Linked DNA regions of Mus musculus: all the other regions are linked to region 3. Evidence: chromatin contacts called from public promoter capture Hi-C data. All regions are on one chromosome and are shown on one strand. Each heading gives the region's core, a stretch centred on a gene start, on an enhancer-like site or on the middle of the called end of the contact. The rest is flanking DNA. Distances are from core to core; before and after follow the strand shown.

Region 1 (4,653 bases), core at 1,543-4,042, 2.8 Mb before region 3:
CCTGTCAACTCCAGCTCTCAGTGCTGGGCCCTTGTTAGTTTGGGCCTGTGCAGATCCTTTGCATGTTGCTCTAGTTTCTGTAATTTCATGCATGTGTCAATCCTATGGTATATGGATGATACTGTTTCCTTGGCATCGTACACCATCCTTGGCGCTTACAATTCTTTCTTCCACCTCTCCCTCATAGATCAATGAGTCTCAAGCAGATTGGGTTTGAAAAACCTCAATTTAGAACCGACTGCTTGTCAAGTCTCTTACTCTCTGCTCATTGCCCAGTTGTGGATCTCTGGGAGATGGATTTTCATCTTCTACAAAGAAAGGGCTTCTCTGATGAGGCTGGAAGGAGCCACTGGTCGATGGGTACAGCAACATGTCATTTGGAGTCATTTTATCGCTATGTTTCTTTAGCAAAATAAAAGTAAAATGTCTCTCCCTGGGTCCATGGGCTATTCTCGGATTCTTGCCCACTGTAACAGTGTCAGATCTGTGTCCCATCTCAGGAGGTGGTCCTTATGTCCAATCAAAAAACGGTTGGTTACTTCAATAACATTTGTGCTATGGTTGCACCGGTATATATTGTGGATAGTTCATGATTGTAGGTCACGGGGTCTGTAGCTGGGTGAAATTACTTTTTTCCTCTGGTAGTCCAGCGAGTAACTTCTAGTACTGTGAATGCTATTCAGAAGGGGTTAAGCTTTTAGCTGGGTAGCAGCTAAGCTTCGAGTTTGGTGATATAAATGTCAATAGGACCTTATCAAGCTGTGGTGAGAAATCAATAAACTTGGTAAAAGCCTGTGATTTTTTTTTTTGGGGGGGGGGGGAGATGTGGAAACCCCTTTGCTCAATGACTCCAAAACCTGCAATCCATCCCTATATGGGGGGGGGGGGGAAGGTTACTTGGTGACATGAGACGTCTAGGTGAAGCATTGTCTCACCTGTCATTTGGTGACAATTTAAATTCATTTCACATATGTGAAAAAGGGTTAGCAAGGTCCTACAGTAGTAGGTTGTTAGGTGGTTTCTCAGTTGGTGTTAGCTGTTAGTTACCCCTCAATTATATGCTCCTTTGCCCTGCTCTCTTGCCTTTCCCTATTCTGGCTTTTTCTTTACCTCTTAATAACACTACATTCTTTTTCCCCCCTTTTCCCCACTTCCCTTTCACTCCAGCACTGCTCGCTCTGGCCTATAGGGTTTTTTATTTGTTTCTCATTAAGGATGGTTGTGAGCCACCATGTGGTTGCTGAGATTTGAACTCATGACCTCCCGAAGAACAGTCAGTGCTCTTACCTGCTGAGCCATCTCACCAGATAACACTACATTCTACTCCCCCTTCCTTGTAAAATCCTTTCTTCTCTACTGTTCCCTTACTAGCCTGACTCTTAGCTTGAAAGCTCACAGGCACATATAAGAGAAAACACACAGTATCTAATTTGCCTTCTGTGTACGGGTTACCTCACTCAGGATAATTGCCTCTAGTTACATCTATTTACCTGAAATTCCCCCTAGTTTCATTTTTTTTCACAGCTGAATAATATTCCGTTGTGTTAATTTCGTTATCTGTTCATCCATTCGTGAACATCTAGACTGTTTCCAATTTCTGTTTATCACGAATAGAGCAGCGACAAACAGGGACGCCTCTGTAGTAGGATCCTTTGGGCACATATTGAAGAGTCACATAGCTGGACCTTGAGGTAGACCTTTCTAAGGAACCACCACACTGATGTCCATAATGGCAGGACCAGTTGTCACTCCCACAAGCAATGGATAAGTGTTGTTCTTCACCCACAGCCTTGCCACCATGTTTTGTTACTTGTCTTATTTATCTTGGCCCTTCTGACTGGGGTAAGATGATTTGTTTTTCGAGACAGGGTTTCTCTGTGTAGTCCTGGCTGTCCTAGAACTCACTCTGTAGACCAGACTTGCCTCGAACTCAGAAATCTGCCCGTTTCTGCCTCCCAAGTGCTAGAATTGAAGGCATGCGCCACCACCGCCGGCGGTAAGATGAAATCTTAAAGTAGTTTTCATTTGCATCTCCTCATGATGTTGGACATTTCTGTGGGAGTTTCTCAATCATTTCCATTTCTTGAGAGAGGAATTTTCTGATCAGTCAACCGAGCAGAAGTACATCTCCTGAATTCAAAATGAATTCCTACTACTCCACCAAACAAAGACCAAATCAAGTTCTCATTACTGAATGATCTTTCCAGGGTGATTCCAAGGTCCTTTCGGGAACTTTTTTTTTTTAATGACTCATTTATACACAGTGTTTTCTTGAGTTCAGTGCCCTTTTCAGAGCCCACAGAAAAATTTCAAAGACCTATCTCGGTATTACTTAAAGGCTAAATAAACTTTAATTTTAGTCTTTTCTTGTATCAGTAGCCATACACGGAGACATTTCTTTTCATGCTATAACTTAACTTCACAGCGTTACTGATCTACCAATTTAACTCTTTGGAAGCAAATTAATTTTTTATATCTCCCCCTAGGCACGTCGATACTGAAGTTAGTCAATCTGAATATCAACTTCCTAGTCATTGTATTTCCAACGTTGCTTAAAAAAAAAAAAAAGCAAACTAAAATCACCCATTAATCTTGTTCATAAAGAGGTAGAAGCACTGTGCCAAGTGGACGACTGATGCCCTCAGGTCAGTAAGTCAGTCTTTCTAGTCAGGGAGGGCGGGGCTGCGAGGTGGTGGGCGGGTCCCGCGGGACGGTGGGCGTGACTTCACGCCCCGCCCCTGGCGCGCGCCCGCCTCGGGCTCCGCTGCCCAGGCGGAGCCGCGCAGTAAAGCGGAGCGAGGGGGGCGGGGCTTCGGCACCTCCTCCATCCCTGGCTGCGGACCGCAGGGATGTTCCCGGCTCAGGAGGAGGCTGACAGGACCGTGTTTGTGGGCAATTTAGAGGCCCGAGTGCGGGAAGAGATTCTTTACGAGCTGTTCCTTCAGGTACCGTCCGCGGGGAAGGCCGGGCGGCGGCTGCGGAGCCCCGGGACCCCGCCCCACCGGAGCTCCGCTCTCCCTTCCCTCGCTTAGGCTCGCAAGTGTGCAGCCGGGGATGAGCGGCTCGTACTCTCCTTCCTCTGCAGCCCCGGGTGGGCAACGACCTCCCACCCCCCACCCCCCACCCTGGCAGCCCCAGGCCAGGACTCCCGGAGCCTCTCCGGGCCCTGGATGTGCTGCGGGAACACGAAACAACCCCGTCACTGTCCTCACGGGATAGTAAGCACCCTTCTGTCCAACCTAGAAAATGGCACCTGCGAGAAAGATACTTCTCTTGAAAACCTTTCCCTAGCTGTCACCCTTTCTCCCAAGCCTTTGGATGGGGAGAGCATTTTGTTGTTGTTGTTGTAGAATCATACAAGTGATTTCTGAAATGCTAGGCAGTCAATTCACCATGACTAACTTAATGGATTCCCTAGTCATGACACTGTATTTCATATTCGGACCTTCAGGACTTTTTTGAGAACTGGAGAGCACACGTCTGGGTCCCTCTTGCCAGAGACGGCTGTCTTCAGCCCTTCATCTAATTGGTTAATGACTCAGAATTATAGAGCAAATCGAAAGTGGTGATAAGGGGCTCTAAAGGGGGAATCAAAACTGTTTTTCACGGATTATGCGTATCTGCAAAAGGGACAGGTAATAATAAGGAAGGGGAAAAAGAATAAAACCTGTTGAAAGTGAGAACACAGCGGTCTGCAGTGAGGCCAGTATCCGAGTCTCGAACTTAAATGTAAAATGGGACTAATTAATCGTCTCTGAAATGCAATGTGATTGCCAGAAATACACTTCTCTTTATGAAACAGCTACAGGCAGCGCTGTTGGTTGCTGCTGCTGCTAATAGGACTGCTATTGTTATTACTAATAATGCGAACCATTGCTACTAAAAAGAAAAAAAAAAGTCACAGTGACTTCCGCTTTCAAAATAAGAGAAAATTCTCGGGGACACAATAACAGAGATGCATTTCTAGAGTGAGGTTGTGGGTACCAGTAGTGATTTTTTTCCCCTAAATTTTAAAGGACTTACTTATCTCTAAATTTAAGGAAGGAATCTCTTTGCCACGCATAGATGCTAAACAAGAAAACATAAGATCTTTATTTTATCCATTGCCACTTTACAGTATTCCCTCTATAAACACCATTATCTGTTTTGTGACCCAATATGATTTGAAATTCACTATTCGGAAGGGGAGTAATTTCAGCCTCTCCAGAAATCATTGCTTCTGAACCCCCGGGGAGTGGGGGTGGGGTAGAGGAGGGCTGAGGAAAGTGGGGTTGTGGGATTACAAATCCCCTAAGACCTCAGCTCTCTAGTCAGTAAGTACTAGGTCCAAATCAGTAGTGTACACACAGAAGGCAAGATACAGTATTTCTTCATTTCTTTTCATGATTTCCTTTTCCCACTTAATTAAAATTTAAGCTCCATGGAACAGGTCAAGCAGTAAGCCTGTGTTTTCATTTTACCCAGAGAGAATTTGCTAACATAGATTATCATTTAAAAGACTTAACATATTCAAGAGCAAAACCCCCCAAACCACTTGACAGCTGCCCTGAAAATGTCTCATACTGACTTTCAAAGAAGCTTAAGTGATATAATATCACTTTGTTGATATCAGAAAAGTCCGTTGAATTTTACTTTGGAAAATGATACGGCAAA
Region 2 (4,123 bases), core at 68-2,567, 2.0 Mb before region 3:
TCTAAAAACACGGTTTTCCTTCAGTGTCACAATCAGCTTACATGAGCAGACAAACTCCAGCCTGGTGCCACAAAAAAATGAGTTAAAAGTTCTTGCACCTAATCATGTCCGGACTTTCCCCCAACTAAAATGACCCATTAATTAAAACAACAACGACGACGACAAAGTATTTTAACGTGAAATTACCTAACGTTCCGTTTTTCGTTTACGACCTCCAGAATCCAGTTAAATTACTGACATGATGGAAGGTAGAAACTCCTGGAATGCCTTAGAGATCAACATGTGTCAGACTCTCTGCCTGTCCGCCTTTTAAACACAGTGGATTCCTTTGTTCCTTCAGTCTGAATATCAACTCCTGATTAAAATTTGGAAAGTACTTTGGAAAGGGATAGGAGGGTCTGGGGAATGTTTGCACGCTAGAGGGTTTCTTCTAACAACAATAGTATTAAAGGAGGACAGTGGCACCAGAGAGGAGAGCGGTCTCCCCGGACTTTACCAGGCTCATGCGAGTGAACCCCCTCTCGGATGCTGGGGGAACTGGGCTGAGGCCTCGGGTGCAAGGAGCCTCGCCCTCCCTCGGCAAGCGGGGAGCTCGTGCCCAGCAGGCCGGGCCTGGGGCTCAGTGCTGCCCCTTCTCCGAGTCACTTTTCCCGGCCGGGGATCGGCGAGCACCGCGCAAGGGAGACGGCAGCGATAGGCGGGGAGCAGCGCGGGCGCCACCGAGAGCACCGCTGGGCGGCAGGACCGAGCGGCGCGGCAGCCAGCGCCCGGGGCTCGGGGCCAACGGGGGCAGCTGGGCGGGCGAGCTCGACCGGGGCCCCGCGACCCGGCCACCCGCGTGGGTCCCGGCGCAGAACACCCAGGGCGGCTGCGCCCCTCGCGCCAAGGCTGGCACGGACGAGCCCGCGGCTGGGAACTCCACAACTTGGCGGCTGCGCCGGCCGGGCCCGCGAGTTCCAGGGGAGAGCCGGAGCGGGGCGCGGCGGAGGGCTGTCCCCGGGATCCGTGTTCCCGGAGCTCCCCGCGGGCCTCCCCCGGCCTCCGCCGCCTCCACGGGCCGCGCACCCAGGCCGTGCCCGGGCGGCGCGGCGTCCGCTCCCGCGAGCTCCGCACGGAGCCCGGGCCGCGATTGCCACTCACCGAGGCCGCCGCGGCTCCGGGCCGCCGATCCGCGTCGCTCCCTCCTTCCCAGGTTAGCCGTGCCCTGCGGCCGCGCGAGGCCACGGGCGCTGCGCTCGGGCGGGCTGGGGCCGGCTCGTCCTCCGCCTGCGCCGCGGTCGCCGTCGCCTCCCGAGTTCGGGGCTCTGCTGCAATGTCTGCGAGGCTGACTTTGAGCGCCTCGCTCGCCGCCCGCCCGCCGCAGCCGCGCTCCTCCCTCCGCCGCCGACTTCGCGGCGGCCGGGTCCCTCCCCTCGCTGCTCCACGCCATTCAGCTCTTCAGCCAAGTTTCTTAACCCTTTTCTGCCCCTCCCTCCCATTGTCACCCGGGCCGAGCGCGCACCCGGAGGCTCGGCGGAGCCGGGGAGCCCACCGGGCGTCTGCAGGCCTCCTCGCCGGTGCTCCGGGTGGGGGTCCGGGACTGATCGGCCTTGAAGGCAGAGAGAGGACGCGGTTGGACCCGGAGAAGGAGGGGGTGCTGTGCTTCCCGAGCCGGCGCCCTGGCTTCCCAGCCCCGTCCAGCCAGCCGCCTGGACAGATTCCCCGCTAGGGGCCAGGCGATCGCCCATGTCACCCGTGCCGGGGCAAACGCTGGGGGCACCACAGGGGCGTCGGGGCACCTTAATCCTACCCCAGGTTCCCCAGCCTACGTGCTGGCACCTTAAGTGTCTCCCTTTCTCCCGTTTCACCCCACAAACACGCGTTCTTTTGGCGCCCTTTACCCACCCTCAATTTCCACCTCCTTAAAATCTGTGTCCCGCTCAAATCCCGGAAGCTGCGGCGCTGTATAACTCTAGGTCATTTTGACCCCATGCTCAGCACCTAGTAGGACCCAGTGATAAATATGGCATGATTCCAAGCGGAAAACTGGAAAGGAGACCTGAGGAGTGCACAGCTAGCTCCCTAGACGGACGCAGGACCCAGGAACCTGGTTTCTCTTCTGCTGCTTTGTCACTGCGAAGTCTCCAGCAGGGTCTGCCCGCCAAACTGCACCACCCCCAGGAAGGATCTGACCCAACAGGACTAGGAGATGGGCTGTCACTTCTTTAAAGCAGCTCTTGCTGGGTTCAGAGTCTCAATAAATAACAATTACATCATATAGCCAGGGTGGCAATGCAGGGAAACTTGGGTTTCCTGCAGCCTGGTCTCGCTGAACCCGCCTCTAAATTTGAGGTGGGCTAACAGATTGGTGAGGCGAGAAAGTGGAGGGAGGAGAGAAAAATAAGAAACCATGATCTCTTCCTCGCCTTGTGTTTTCTGCTTTTAAAACCTATTCTCTCTACTCCCTTCATATCTTACTTGTGAAGCCTCCTTTTAACGCTCCCCCTACCCCAGATGTCTCTGTCTCGTTTGTTTTTGACTCTAGTCATGAAAAGAATTACCTGCGGGAAGACTTGTGGTTGCAGAAGTTGTTTTTGTTTGACATTAAAAAAAAAAAAAAAAGGCTAAAGTACATCTTCGATTCACCCTAAACTCTGAAGTGCTATCCCTGCCTTAAAATACTTACTAAGACAATTTTGTGGATGAAGCTTTCTACTCTCATATGTTTTCATATCCTTAAGAATTTCGGTAGCATTTGGAAGCAGTTATTGATGCACACCAAAACCAAAAATTATCCAAGTGACCCAACCGTATTCTTTACTGTTATATAATAGCTCTATAGCTATTTTTCGGATTTTTCAAATGAAAAACGTCTGGGGTATCTTCCCAATCTTTAAAGTAAAGGCAATTTTTCAAATCAATTCTTAATAAAGCTATATTCTAGCACAGTCCTGAGCACATGCAGGAAATATTTTCCTTAATGGCGATGATGGTGCATTTTAAAATACTTATTATCTGTCCTCCTAGTGACTCACCTATGCAATCTGTTGTCATCTAAGGTAGTGTCAATCTCATGTAACAGCATAGCACTCGCATATGCCGCAGTTCAAAATCTGCTTAAAGCAAATTAGTAAAGGCAGCATTAATCCCAGGCATCATTACCTGTCCGGCATCATTTATCCGGGATTGACAAAAAGCAAATAATTGCAAATTAAATGACCAGCATAATTGTAACTTATTAGCTCTTTAGTTTTTTTTTTTTTTGTAAATATTATACAAAGACATTCTAAATGTATCCCAATTTAATGTGCCATTTTTTTAAATTCAATGTCAGTTTTATTAAAAGGCATCGTTGTGGTAGACTATAGCAGATTCAACAAATGCTTTCATTTAGCCAAGGTGGTACTGGCCTGTAATCCCAACTACTGGGAGGCTGAGACAGGAAGTGGGAAGGTGGAGGTCTTCTAGAACGTTTTAGCAAGTGCAAGGATGAAGTTCCAAAAGGAGACCCAGTTTTGTAAAACTGAGATAAGGATGAAGCAAAGAGATACTAATGAGTGTAAGGCAATGGGTTCAAGCCCCTGCAACACACACACACACACACACACACACACACACACACACACACACACCGTATTTCAAGCTTCTCTTACCAGTAGGCAAACATTTCCTTCTCTTTTGATTGGCAGTTTCTTCTCTGGAACACATTGAGAGTCCAGATAGCTTGTCACAATTAATATAAAGGTAAGCTAAGTAATAAATGGCCTGTAGGAGAGTGAAGCTCCCATGGAGGGCTGCAGTGACAGACGTGGAGACAGATATTTGAGCCCACTCAAGTGTCACTCTGAAAAACATTCTCACTTTTTAAGGAGGTTTTAGATCTCCGAGATTGCCCCAGCAAGCTAAATCTCGTTTGTTCTGCTTGCCCAGTATCAGTGCTAAAACTCCAACAGCTATATATTAGACGATATACCAAAGCAGACCACCCCCACCCAATGTAATAAGTAAAATCCTGGACTCTTCTTGATAACACACGTGTGTTGAATGAACTGCATAGCTTATGTAGAATTGCTAATTGTGAGAAGATCATTTTGAGTTTATTCTTTCTGTTAGAAAGAAAATCAGTACTGAGACAGTAAGATGG
Region 3 (4,627 bases), core at 496-2,995:
CACCGGTTTTTAAAGATTTACTAAAACTGCTCTCTTAAGTTTCTTGTCTAATGTGATTTTTACTCTGCGTGCAAATGCAAACGAGGGTCCTCAGAGTGAAGGAAATTCTATATAGTATCTGAGATTTGTCCTGGCAGCCCTACTCACTCGGATCCTAGACGGAAAACACCCAAACGTTCCTCTTGGATGCTTAGAATGCCTAATACACCCTCTACTGCTATGGTCAGCCGGTAGATAGAATCCTCACACACCAGTGGTGGGCACATAGAACTTCAGTCTACTACAACTGCTGTGCCACCTCCCTCCTCCTGCAGTGTGAGGCCTCTTCCGCTCTCCGAAGCTTCCTTTATACTTCATGTATAGCACCTTGTGATGGACCAGCAAAACCCACTGAAACTGAATACACAACTTGGGCGAGGATGTCGCAGATGGAGCCGCATACGCTCCACTCCAAACAAGATAGAAGACTCACACTAGAGAAATGTAATGATTCCTAGACCCCTCTCATTCACCAACTGGGCCAGTACGTGCTACCTAACAGTTTGGGGGATTTGCTTTTTGTTTCCTCAACTTCATATTAAAAAAAATAAATAAATAAAATAAAATTAAGGAAGGAAAGAACCACTTAGCGGTTGCTTTTTGGTTTGTAACAGAAGATGAGTCATACGGACTTATTTATTTTTCTGTTTGAAGGAATGGAATAGCTTAAGAATTAACCCCCTCTTATCAGTGTTCCAGAAGTACCAAAGGCACAGAGAAAGGTCTAAACCTCGGGGGAGGGTGTGTGGGGGGTGTGAATACCACCGGGGACCGGGGGTGGGGGATTAGACCTTAGGCGCCTAGTGCCACCCACACTGTCCCCCAAAGCTCCCATTTTAAACACCGCTTGGTGACGTCACCCCAGGACGTCGTCACCGCGGCGGCTGCTCCTCAAGTTCTACTTTGTTCCACGAGCTCGGCCTTCTAGGAGTTTCTAACTTTGCAGTCTCCCCACCCCCCACCCCCCCCAACCCCTCCCCAGTAACGAAAAAGCCACTCGCAGTTTCTAGAAACCACAACTTCTCCAGGTGGACGCTGCCGAGGTGGAGGGGACGGCAAGCGTGGTCGCGCCGAGAGGCCCTGACCGCCCCGGGCGGCTTTGGCCAGCGGGATCCAGATGCAGCCGGATCGGGCTCCCCTCCCAGCCCGGCGCGGGTGGAGAGAGCCCCCCACGCGCTCCGAGTGGACGGCCTGCGCGCCGCGTCTAACCTGTGCAAACAAACCGGCTTGCCCCTGCCCGCCCGCTGTCGCCTCCCCGGGGGCGGCAGGCGACGTGGCACGCGCCGGAGGAGGCGTCCCAACCCCACCGAGGACCCGCCGCCGCTCCCCTCCGCGCCGCGCATCCCTCGGCCGCTCCGCTTTCGACGTGGCGGCGGGCGCGTCCCAACCTCCCTCCGCCGCGATGCCCGGGGGTCCCCGCCGCGTCCCCTTATGCCAGGCCTGCCCTCCTCACTGCCACCGCGTCCCCGACTCCGACCCCCGGCGGGCTCTCCTCACCGCCGCCGCCGCCGCTCCGGGGGCTGCACCCTCGCCGGGTGCGACCGCGTCCCGTGGCCGGGGAGCCGAGCGCGAGCGCCGCTGCTGCGTCGTCGGGCCGCCGCCGCCGCCGCTGAGCGCGCGCCGACCAGACTGGCGGGCGGCGGAGCGCGCGGCCGACAGGGCGAACGCAGTCCCGACGCGGCCCACGGGGGGCTCGAGGCCCGGAAGAAGGGAGGGGCGATGACTAGGAGAGGCCCGGCGCCGCGAAGAACCAATCCGCGCGCCCTGGGGGCGGGGCTTCCCTCGGGCCCGCCCCCCTCCACCGGTGCGCGTGGCCGGCTCCTGCCTCCGGCCGCGCGCAGAGCCTGGGCTCCGACGGCCGTGCTGGCACGAGGTCGCAGTGCCTCCTGCGCGAGCCCCGAGGGCCTTGCCTCCCTCAGTGGGGTGGGCAGGACGCTTCCTCTTGGCTCTTCGGCCACTCCTCCCCACGCGGGGCTCTCTCCCTTGGATCCGCCCGCCTCTCTGCTGCCTGAGGGCAAGTTCAATCCGGATTCTGCTTTGATGGGCTCTCCCCCTCCTACCCACCTCTGCACGAAGCGGCTGCGGAGGGGAGCTTGGCACTGAGGGCTTGCCAAGTCCCTCCGGTCGTGAGGTCACTAGCTGCCTCCCTGTACGTGAGATGGCTTGGGTAAAACTCTTACCTGGACACTTGGCTGGCAGAGCTCGTGCCTCCATGTGACCGTGGCAGCCTCCTGTTGAGTACGGGGTGTCTCTGCCAGCACTGATGGCCCAATGGATGAGTGGAGTGGCCAGGCTTTGTATTTCTCAGATACTTCTAACTCAAGGACTTGGGGGGGAGGGGTAGCTTTTAAGCCTTGACTAAACACATAAGAAGAGGGAAGATAAACTTTCCGAAGAAAGGCCCATCTTTCCGTCCCTTAGGCTGAACTGGCAGCTAGGTGTTAGTGTTGTGAAAGCAGCTGATAAGTCAGACAGGCCGGAAAAACACAAGACACTCATTAAAAGAGAATTTAAAAATGCAGATTACCATTGTTTTTTTTTTCATTACTTATTTTCTTCATTTACATTTCCAATGCTACCCCATAAGTCCCCCAAACCCTCCCTCCCCCCACTCCCACTTCTTGGCCCTGGTGTTCCCCTGTACAGAGGCATATAAAGTTTGCAAGACTCTTTCTCTTTCCAGTGATGGCCGACTAGGTCATCTTCTGCTACATATGCAGCTAGAGACCAGCTGAGGGGTGGGGGGTGGGGGGCTCCTGGTTAGTTCATATTGTTCCACCTATAGGGTTGCAGATCCCTTTAGCTCCTTGGGTACTTTCTCTAGCTCCTCCATTGGGAGCCCTGTGATCCATCCAATAGCTGACTGTGAGCCTCCACTTCTGTGTTTGCTAGGCCGGGGCATAGCCTCGCAAGAGACAGCTATATCAGGGTCCTTTCAGCAACATCTTCCTAGTGTATGCAATGGTGTCTGCGTTTGGAGGCTGATTATGGGATGGATCCCCGGGTATGGCAGTCTCTAGATGGTCCATCCTTTCGTCTCAGCTCCAAACTTTGTCTCTGTAACTCCTTCCATGGGTGTTTTGGTCCCAATTCTAAGAAAGAGCAAAGTGTCCACACTTTCGTCTTCGTTCTTCTTGAGTTTCATGTGTTTTGCAAATTGTATCTTGTATCTTGGGTATTCTAAGTTTCTGGGCTAATATCCACTTATCAGTGAGTACATATCATGTGAGTTCTTTTGTGATTGGGTTACCTCACTCAGGATGATGCCCTCCAGGTCCATCCATTTGCCTAGGAATTTCATAAATTCATTCCAAGAACTAATTGTTAAAGCTTTATTTAGACTATGTTGGTGATTATAGCCTTGTGAGCCTCAAAAATAATAATTTTTTACCAGAAGTATAAAACCCTCAAACCATTATAAAACTAGTGTGCTATGCCTCTATTTTGTGAGAAGCACTTCTACTATTGTGAAACTAAAGCTATTTCTCAATTTAAAGGGGGTGCTGTCATATACATCCGTGGGACTATTCCCGGAGATGTGCTTTCGTTTAAAACAAATAATCACATTGACGTTGTTTTACTGCTAACAGCTCTTAACTCTACAGTTTCACAAAATAGGTAGTTACAAACATTTTTAACTGCCAGGAAATTTCAAAATCTCATGACTAATGTTCTATGTAATTTTTTTCTTTGTTTGCTTTTTTTGAGATAGGGTTTCTCTGTGTAGCCCTGGCTGTGCTGGAATTCACTCTGTAGATCAGTCTGGCTTCGAAACTCATTGAGATCTGCCTGCCTCTGCTTCTCAATGCTGGGATTAAAAGCGTGTGCTGCCACCACACTGTGATGGCTCAGTGAATTAAGATGGCTCGCATGCCCAGTTAGGATCCCTGTGATAATAATTAATCATTATTAATCTATGGTTATATATAACACTGTGGTTCAGACAACAGTACCATAGCTAAAAAAACTAAACCAAAGGTGAAAACCCCTGAAATCTCACACATTCAGTAAGACTGCACAAATCTGAAACACCTCTGCCCTCTCTCATTTACTTTGCTCCCACATTGTAACTCCTTTCACGCTTTGCAAAACTTGTCCATGGAGGCTGTCAAGATGGCTCCGTGGTTAAGAGCAATTTTCCCTTTCTGACAGGAGAGGTAGTTCTTTGGCTTCTTCAACAGGACTCACCTATTTTCCAATTCATGACAGAGTCTGAGTTCTCTCAGTGAGTTTAGCCTACAGGTACATATCATGCATGCATACATACATATAAAGAAAGAGGGGAGAGAGGAGCTTTAAGAATTGGTGTGAGTGGTTATGGCACATGGAAATCTCAAGATCTATAAGGCCATCATCATTCTGGAAGTCATCAATAATTGAAATTAGCATTTGAGTCTGAAATTTATATCTAAGATTTCTATTTTAAGGCCTTAAGGCACATTTTTATTTATTTTTTTATTAATTATTTTATTTGCATTTCACCTGTTGTCCCCCTTCCCATTCTTCCCTCCTCAAACCCCTTCCCTATTCTCCCTCCTCTTTGCCTCTAAGAGGGTGCTCCCCTGCCCACCCATCCACTCCTGGCTAA

What was found. Promoter capture Hi-C pulls out the DNA fragments that hold promoters and counts their contacts.
Region 1: a promoter capture Hi-C map of pre-B cells shows a contact between it and region 3, with 2.9 times the contacts expected there. The contact joins the promoter of Rbm11 here to the promoter of Btg3 in region 3. A contact is called at or near these places in 3 of 39 promoter capture datasets (hippocampal neurons, liver and pre-B cells).
Region 2: a promoter capture Hi-C map of pre-B cells shows a contact between it and region 3. The contact joins the promoter of Nrip1 here to the promoter of Btg3 in region 3. A contact is called at or near these places in 1 of 39 promoter capture datasets (pre-B cells), 1 of 484 Hi-C or Micro-C datasets (the G1E-ER4 cell line), 2 of 115 datasets of contacts at active chromatin or transcription factors (astrocytes and pro-B cells) and 1 of 9 other capture datasets (liver).

The regions. Positions count from the first base shown.
Region 1 is chr16:75,590,099-75,594,751 of GRCm38.p6, forward strand. Rbm11 (RNA binding motif protein 11) reads left to right here and starts at 2,793. Exons shown (of 5, transcript NM_198302.2): 1 at 2,793-2,945. The coding sequence starts at 2,850.
Region 2 is chr16:76,371,732-76,375,854 of GRCm38.p6, forward strand. It overlaps Nrip1 (nuclear receptor interacting protein 1), which reads right to left and starts at 1,318. Exons shown (of 4, transcript NM_173440.3): 1 at 1,141-1,318.
Region 3 is chr16:78,375,065-78,379,691 of GRCm38.p6, forward strand. It overlaps Btg3 (BTG anti-proliferation factor 3), which reads right to left and starts at 1,746. Exons shown (of 5, transcript NM_009770.3): 1 at 1,537-1,746.